Linked DNA regions of Gossypium hirsutum: regions 2 and 3 are each linked to region 1. The links are chromatin contacts, called in public Hi-C maps. All regions are on one chromosome and are shown on one strand. Each heading gives the region's core, a stretch centred on a gene start, on an enhancer-like site or on the middle of the called end of the contact. The rest is flanking DNA. Distances are from core to core; before and after follow the strand shown. Region 1 holds the start of LOC107913124 (LRR receptor-like serine/threonine-protein kinase ER1). Region 2 holds the start of LOC107913069 (RNA demethylase ALKBH10B). Region 3 holds the start of LOC107913198 (zerumbone synthase).

Region 1 (2,831 bases), core at 111-2,610:
TCAATGGTCGAGATTGTCACTTGATCAGCTGGTTGGACTGAACCGGTAAACAAGTTTCTTTCCAACTGGAGGTTCGTAATGGGGAATGAGAACAGCTGGCTGGGGATGGGACCGGTGAACTGGTTCAAACTCAAGTCTAGGTAGTTTAACTGGTCGAGCCGGGATAGAAGCCTGTCAACCGCCCCAGTCAACTGGTTCCAGGCGAGAGAGAGGGACTGGAGCGAAGGAGGGAGGGAGTCCGGAGCGAGCGAGCCGGTGAGTGCATTGTGTTTGAGGTCCACCCGGGTTAGGACTTGGGAGAGAAACGGAGGGACCGAACCGGAGAGATGGTTGTGGCAGAGGATAACGTTGGTGAGCTCCGGCAAGGTTCCGATGGAGCGAGGGATTTCTCCGGTGAGCAGATTGTAGCTGAGATCAAGCGTCTTAAGACTTCTCAATTGGCCAAGAGTCGCCGGGATATCCCCGGAGATAAAATTCCGGCTGATCGCTAAAAACCGAAGGTCCTTTAACTGTGAGACTGACTGCGGCAACGAACCATAGATCCGACCCGGAACTATAGATAACTCTGCAAGAGCAGATAGTTTGCCAATGGCAGGGTCTATTCTTCCAGTTAAACCCGGAGAACCAGCACGCAGGTCACCCAGATTAAGAGCTATCACTTTATCGGAATCACAGTAAACTCCGGCGAAATTACAAGGATCGGAGGTAAAATCCCATGAAGCAAAAAAATTAGAGCCAGGCAAATCATGCAGAGACTTCCTAATGGACTGTAAAGCTAAAAAATCAAGTGGGTCCAAAATTGCAACAGCAAAGAACTTACATAGAAAGAGAGCAATCAAAAACAGAGCATAAGAACCCATTCTTCTCCTTCCTTGTTTACCCATTGATAGAAAAAAAACAAAACAAAAAACAAAAAGAAAGGGGTTTATATAAGAACAAAAAGAGAACGCTTTTGGGTTGGAGAAGGTGGATTTTCGTGAGAGAAGACTACCAGTTTCTCGTGGGACAAAACCGTGAAAGCTTTTAATGGCGAATCAATCAGCATATAAAGATTATATACACATTATATATAAAAAGCAAACAAAGATTTGGCTTGAAAAAGAAGCAAAAGACCAAAGAGAAAGAAAGAACAGAAGACTTAAAATTTTTTTGGTGGGATTCTTGCTTCTGAATCTTCCTTCCTTTATTGCTTGCTTTCTCTGTTTTCTCTTCTTGATGATGGGGCTGGTTTACTTTTTCATTATTTTGGCTTCAAAGAGAAGATGCAGAGCATTGACGGCTTACTTCTAACACTAATGAATGGAACTGGCAAACTAACAAAGGGCGTGAGTGTATCTATGTCTCTCTTTTTTTTTATTAATCATTATTATTTAATTAGTCTTTATTGTTATTATTTACTGTTCTGATTTTGTTTCTTTATTGTTGGTAGGTTCGGTAATAAACGGTTGTCCGAGCCTACGTGGAATACGGGGAGCTAGGTAAGGGAGACATGTCAGCAGATAAGGGCGGTTGTTCGAAGCAGACATCACGTGACCATACCGGTGACCATCCCCAGGTAAGGAGGGAAGATGCAATTAAGGACACCCATGAGCCACGAGCCTCGAAGCTGACTGGCTGAGGTCTCACTTTAGGATTTTACATTTTACTTTAATTGTTAACTAATATTTATTTCTATCAAAAAGAATATTTATTTATTTTTTCATTACGTGGATCTAGATTTGCCCACGAGTCGGGCCGGGTCAGGTCTTGACAAACATTTAGGCCTACTTAATAGATTTGGACTCAATTCGACTCGAAAGATGGCTCAAAATTTTGTTCAAATCAGACCCGAATAAAAATACTAAAATCCAGGTTTAGCCTCCCGTATTATTTTTTTATAATAATTTTTTAAAAAATATAATACATCAAAAACACTAAAAGTATTAAAATAAATATTTTTCAACAAATTTAAAATAAATTAAAAAATTTTTATACTTAAATAATACTAATATAAGTACAACTTAACAAGCAAATATCTCTAAAATAGTAGCAAATTGAATAATAAAATAAGAGTTATACAATATCCAAATAATGACAACAAATTAATAGCGACATAATAGTAAAATGACAGTAAAACAATGATAAAACAGCAAGAAAACAGTAGATTTTTTTTTTACAAATTCGGCCCAGGCCTGGATAGGCCCATGCCAAAAAGCCTTACTCGAGGCTTGATTCGTTTTCTAAATGGGCTTTATTTTTTCCCAAGTCCATTTTTTGAACTTACAATTTTACCCAAACCCTCCCACTTTTCAAGTCAAGCCGACATGTTTACTTTAATCAATATTCAACCAAAGATAAATCCTTTTCATTGAAAAAAAATTCCCTTTTTATCTTTTGAAATCATCATTTCTTTGATTAATTCTTTTCTCCTCACTTCAATTATGAGAAATTCTAATTAAATGCTTGTTGAAGGGATTAGTTCTTTCGAGAGAAATCTTTGAGTGGTTGTACATCCACGTACGGTTGAGGTGCCGCTTCGCGTGTACTGTACATGGCTCTCCATAGAGTGGAGGACAAAATCCTCTTTCGGAAAACAATATCTTCTATTGTTGAGGGACTGGATCGACATTCTTGAGAGCAGCACTTCAAAAACTTGTATGAGAGAAAACAATCCCCTCAACAAATCTTGATTTCTTTATTTATTGAATTTTAGATGAATCTTGTTAAACACTTAAGAAACCTAAATCCCAATAATCATTCACAATAGAATGGAAATATAATGAGTAGGCACAAAAATATTATTATATTTTCTTTCCAAAAAAGGAGGTGTGAACTTGTGATACTACCATTTT
Region 2 (2,831 bases), core at 150-2,649, 180 kb after region 1:
ACCAACTCTCTCCCTCTCTAAAATGATGAGAACGTGGAGTGTTGGACCCACACAACATTGCCCACCTTTTGATTGTCGTCAATGTCCATCATTTTTGTTAGCCCCGCCCTCCCCCCCTTTGGTTCGCCAACTTGCTTTGGTTGGTTGGTTACTCCTCTATTCACAAACATAAATGAAAAAAATAATGATTAAAATATAAAATTAATTTCAAATGTCATGTAACACAAACATATAAGAACATGAGATGTCATCATCTTTAATTTTTCTTCTTCACTACTGTATTCCCACGTGTTTAATTATAATTGGACTGATTGCAATGTGACTAAAATGAATAAAAAAACATATGATTTATTTTTGATTTTGTAGACAATTAATATACACATCTTTAATTTGGGTTGAAGTAAATAATGGGATGGTATAGGAGTAGAGGCCAAGTAAGATAAACGTGATTGATTTATTAATCATGTAGGTGTAAAGGCATGGATGGTATTAAATTATATTTCACACAAGAGTTCAAGTCTCCAATATTTTTGGAGGATGAAATTTGAACTATAGAAGGTTTAGTATATTTTAGGGTGAAACCATTTTTTAATCCATCAAAATGTAAATGTAAGTAGAAGATGAAAGGAGGATTCACATATCGTTATATTTTAGCTTAAAGGAAGTAAAGCGGTAATTTTAGCATGTTTGGACCTACCCTGGCGCAGCCCTAGTTTGGTTTGTTAGGAAATTCAACAGGCTTTAATGTTGGAACTTTCCTTCTTTTTTACCAAAAATAATAATCAAGGAATTAGGTATGGGGATCAATTTGTCAAACATTGGACAAGAATTTTGCTTGCTAGACCCTGAGAAAAATTATATGAAAGGACAATGAAAATTAAATTACATTGAAATAAATAATGAATGCATGGATGCCCTGCCAATGCCATAATTACCTTTTTATGTTTGACTTAAACCATAACCCACCCTCATCCAAATTGAGATGGAAATAAAGATGTAAATTACGGAATTAAGCATGTGCTAATGGTACTTGCTTCAGGTGGTTGCGTTGGACTTGGGAAAATAATCAAATATAGGAAAAAATATTTGATTTTTTAAACTCTAAAAAAAGCATAGTCAAAACTCTCAACCTCTCCTACAGTATTTATTTATTTAAAAGTAAATGTGATGTCTTTGAATTTAGCAATAGATGATGGTAATTACTCAGCACCATTTTAATATTATTCATTCCCGGGCTGGAATGGTAATTTCACATTCCATTCCTTCCACTTGGTTAAGCCACGTCACCATCCCCAGAGGCTGCCATGTCACCACCTTCTGGGGTGCCCACCCACACGTACGGCCAAGTCACTCCCTAAAAGCTCCTCTAAATATATAACCCTCTGCCCCTTCTCTAACACCAATACAATAATAAAAAATACAAAACAAAAACCCATATTGGTGCTTCCCCCATCTTGCTTTCTCTCAACAATATCAACTGAATTATCGGCCGACAGGTATTTCTCCCAATACCCAATTCTTCGGAGCATCCGGAAAGCCCAGAAATAAGTTGTTTCCGGCTTCCTCCTATTTAGTCAAATTTGTAAAGGGAAAGGGTGGACAGTAAAGATGCCAATGGCGGCGGGGGCAGCGACGCCGAGGGAAAGGGTTCAAGCTATGGGGCCAGCAGCGGTGGTACCGATGATGCAAGCTGTGCCGGCTGTTGCTGATGTTTTGGCCAAGGACACGATCATTTCTTGGTTCCGAGGGGAATTCGCGGCGGCCAATGCCATCATCGATGCTCTTTGCGGTCATTTGGCGCAGCTTCAAGGAGGGGGCGGTGAAGGATCCGAGTACGAGGCGGTGTTCGCGGCGATCCACAGGAGGCGCTTGAATTGGATTCCTGTGTTGCAGATGCAGAAGTACCACTCCATTGCTGATGTGACGGCGGAGCTGAAAAAGGTGACTGCCAAGAAGACCGGAGGAGGAGATGGAATTGGCAAAGAGGAAATGGAAGGTGGCGTTGGCGGAGGAGGAGAAGACGGCGGTTGTTTGGATGATGTGAAAGAAGAAGAGAAAGTCGCCGAGGAAGTGGTGGAAAATGAAGCAAATGGGGAGGTTGGTTGCGAGGAAGAAGAAGATTCCCCTGACAGTGACATTACTGATTCAGGTAACCTCACGACTAAAAGAAAAAAGTGATTTTCTATTATAAAGTTTGATTGTTGTTCAATTATATATATATTTACATTCATTACGATTTGTTCCTCTGTTGAACTCATTTCTGATTGATCCTTTGGATCTTGCCTATTTTCTGGGTGTTTCCTTGTTGGAATTTTCAACGGAAAATCGGGCCAAGTTACTGGGATTCCTACGACACTCACTGTGCTTGAAAAATCCAAAACTCTGGACTTGGTTCTGTTTTCTTCCATTATTGCCAATCGATCAGTTGATGTCTTCAATCTCGATCAGTTTGGTTACTTGAATTCTTCAAATTTGCTTTCTTTCTGCTTTTTTCTTTTTTTATCAATCAACCAAAAAGACAAGAGAAAAATATCGCCTTTTTTTGTCTGTTCTAATGGCAGAGAGGCGTAAGGCATTTGAATCTCAATTTTTACAGTGTTTGATCAAGCGAGAAATTGAATCTCTTTATACCTTCTTTTTTTCTTTTCTCTTTCGTGTAAAAAGGCGCAATCATTTTCCTTCATTTTCTATCTAACCAAACAAAATGATGTATATTTCCAGGTTTGATCAGATATTCAACGTTTCCAGTGCCTTTTCAAAATTTTCTCTGACTTTGAATTCAACGTGGGGATTAGATCATGATGCAGGGTTTTCATTAAAAAAGTAAAAAT
Region 3 (2,831 bases), core at 179-2,678, 150 kb before region 1:
TTTAATTATCAATTTACTCCAATTGAATAATTCTATGTCTTTATATTTTTTTAAATTTAAAATTTTAATCTTGAAGCAAATAGTTGCCCTTAATTCAATAGCTGAATGAGTAATATGTAGAATAAGCTGATATGATATTACAGATATGATAATATATTCGACACATTAAATTTTGAAAAAGGAAAAACTTTATTTAATAAATTTAACAATTATTATTTGGTGAGGACTAAAATTTAAAATTTTAAAAAAATATAAAAACTAAAAATAACTGAATAAAAATACACAAATTAAATCCACAACTAAGGGAACTAATAACAGAAAATAATAAAAGAAATAGCCTTTGAAAATCCAAGAATCACATTTTACATCGAATTTGAGCCGGACTCAAAACTGAAAAGAGGAAAATTTTCTAAGACTTTTTTCCATCTATGAGATTGGCTTTGCTAAACACCATTTGAATAGTTGAATTAGAATAAAGTAAACATTAACCAATTTCTTTTTATTAAAAAAGCTACTGATCTTTTCCATGGGGTATCTTCCAAAGCTATCACATGCATTGTTGAATTAGAAACAAATTGTGCTAAAAAGTAAAATGGAATTTCCAGTAAAAGCCAAGGGATCACTAGAACAAAAGAGAAAAACAACCTTTTTTTAATATTTCATGGAAGATCTTCTCAGAGTACAGTGACACCGACCAGACTTTTTGTTTATTATTGGATCAATATCATCAATGACGATTTAAAAAAAGCTTTTGATTATTAATTATAAAGGAATTAAAAAAGGTAAAGTCGAATCTAGGGGCAAAGGCCATGGGGTCTAGGGATTTTAGCCTTTTTTAATACCTCTGTAGGCTTTAATGGCGTTAACCTCCTTTTTAACTAACAACTTAAAACAAATCACCAAAATTAAAAGTAAAAAAAAGGTCAAATATTATACACTTTAATTTAAAGCACTGTGAAAATAATAAAAAGAAGGAAGAAGAACGTTGCTATACCTTCCGGTTTGTGTCGATAATTCCCTGTTATAAAAGCTCTGAGGAAGTGAGGCTCTACATATGAAGCCATTAATGATGTTTCTGTAGTAGCAAACTAAATACAGTAAGCTGCACTTCCAGAAAATAAAGAAAGAAGAAAAGAATCCCAGAAAATATTGTGAAATGATTTGAGTTCTTTTTGTATGAATCTGTAACTCAAAAATAAGTTGGAATAGCACAAAAGAACAAAGACCCAAAAATGTGAAGAAAGTCACAAACCTGAATCCAATCCTCAACATGCTCTCTATGAGGGAAATATTGTGTTCTTTAAGGATGGAGAGAGAGACGGGGAAGGTGGGGATGTGGTGAGCTATATTTTTGAGAAGCCAAGTGAGGACCATTTGACAAGAGAGAGAGAAAAGAGGAATACATATTTTTGAGTTTCCCAAAGATGCCCCATTGATTGAACCAATCCAGTTAATTGAACCATATGATACAAGGTATGACAAGTTAGGATACGGTCAAACGAGAAGGGCATTCTTGTCATTGAAATTAGTTTCATTAAATGACAGAGAATAGAAAAGAGGGGCGGCAAAGGAATCAACGAAGTCAATAATATTAATAGCATAGAAATTATATTAGTTATAAAACATTATAAATTTTTTTACAATTAAAATTTATTTATATAGACGTAACAATAAGCAATATTTAATTAAACTTAATTTGAAGTAAATTTATAAGAGTAGATGGTGGTAAATTAAGTAGATTAATTTATATTATTAAAATATTCATATTTTATATTATGAAATATTTATTATTAGGTACTTATAAGTTATATATATTACAAGGTTTCATGCTTTCAGCCAACATGGAAGCTTAATTTTTTTACACATAACATATTATCCCTTAACACCTCAGAATTTTGATATTTCATCTGGTACTATTCCAGGATCGTATGCAATGAAATACCAAAAATATTAGAAAATGATTCAGATCAAAGAATTTCATGAAAGGAAAATTGATGTTGGAGATGGAAATCAATAGAAAGAATTGTGAATGTGCAAATTCAGCAAAAATGACTAAATTGCAATTTTAAAAAGTTGGCATAAGAATAAGTTGGGATATGTATTGGTGTGATGAAAATCACTTTTGAGACCAAATTGAAAAGATTTAAAAGTACATGGATTAAATTATAAATTTCCTCATTATTATCGAGAGAAGGATGTAACTACCCAAGGATTCTTACTAATCACTAAAGGTGAATTATGGAATTTGAGTGATTAAGTGCCTACTTGTGAAAAAATGCGGTTTGAGGCAAAAAAAGGTAAAATGGTAATTTTACTATATAAGGGCATTTTAGTTTTTACTCAAGAATTTTATAACAAAAATATTATTTCATGAGATATTTGATAATTGGTTTTAACATAGTCCATTAGACATGACAGTTGGTTAATGTGTTGATCTGTGCAATTAGACAATGAGTTATCTATCAAAACTCTGAACTGTAAAACTATGAATCTGTCTCCATATGAATGTTAAATAATAATTTCAATTTTTTGGATCTCTGAACTCTGAGTATACCTCTACCTAAAGTATAAGAAAGTCATTGGTCTCAATTAATAAGTTATCTATGGTTATTATTGTGCCCTAATAAACTTAGTGAAATAGTTAGGATACGATTGACATGCCAATAGGGATTAGATGTGGAGTTCTATTGTGATATAGAGTTTTGTTGCCTTTGAGTCTTACACATATTATATGCAATCTTTGTTGTCTTCAGTTATGCACTCGTGTGCATTCTTTGTTACCTTCGAGCTTAGCATGTATGTGCTCTCTAGTGTGTCTTAAGGATTAGTAC

Evidence for each region. Hi-C and Micro-C count contacts between places; a contact is called where the count stands out from the background.
Region 2: a contact with region 1 is called in a Hi-C map of leaf, with 1.9 times the contacts expected there. The contact joins the promoter of LOC107913069 here to the promoter of LOC107913124 in region 1. A contact is called at or near these places in 2 of 34 Hi-C or Micro-C datasets (both in leaf).
Region 3: a contact with region 1 is called in a Hi-C map of leaf, with 2.4 times the contacts expected there. The contact joins the promoter of LOC107913198 here to the promoter of LOC107913124 in region 1. A contact is called at or near these places in 2 of 34 Hi-C or Micro-C datasets (both in leaf).

The regions. Positions count from the first base shown.
Region 1 is chrD08:11,183,059-11,185,889 of Gossypium_hirsutum_v2.1, reverse strand. It overlaps LOC107913124 (LRR receptor-like serine/threonine-protein kinase ER1), which reads right to left and starts at 1,360. Exons shown (of 1, transcript XM_016841592.2): 1 at 1-1,360. The coding sequence starts at 884.
Region 2 is chrD08:11,000,825-11,003,655 of Gossypium_hirsutum_v2.1, reverse strand. LOC107913069 (RNA demethylase ALKBH10B) reads left to right here and starts at 1,399. Exons shown (of 7, transcript XM_016841515.2): 1 at 1,399-2,149. The coding sequence starts at 1,609.
Region 3 is chrD08:11,332,266-11,335,096 of Gossypium_hirsutum_v2.1, reverse strand. It overlaps LOC107913198 (zerumbone synthase), which reads right to left and starts at 1,428. Exons shown (of 3, transcript XM_016841706.2): 1 at 1,253-1,428; 2 at 995-1,075. The coding sequence starts at 1,374.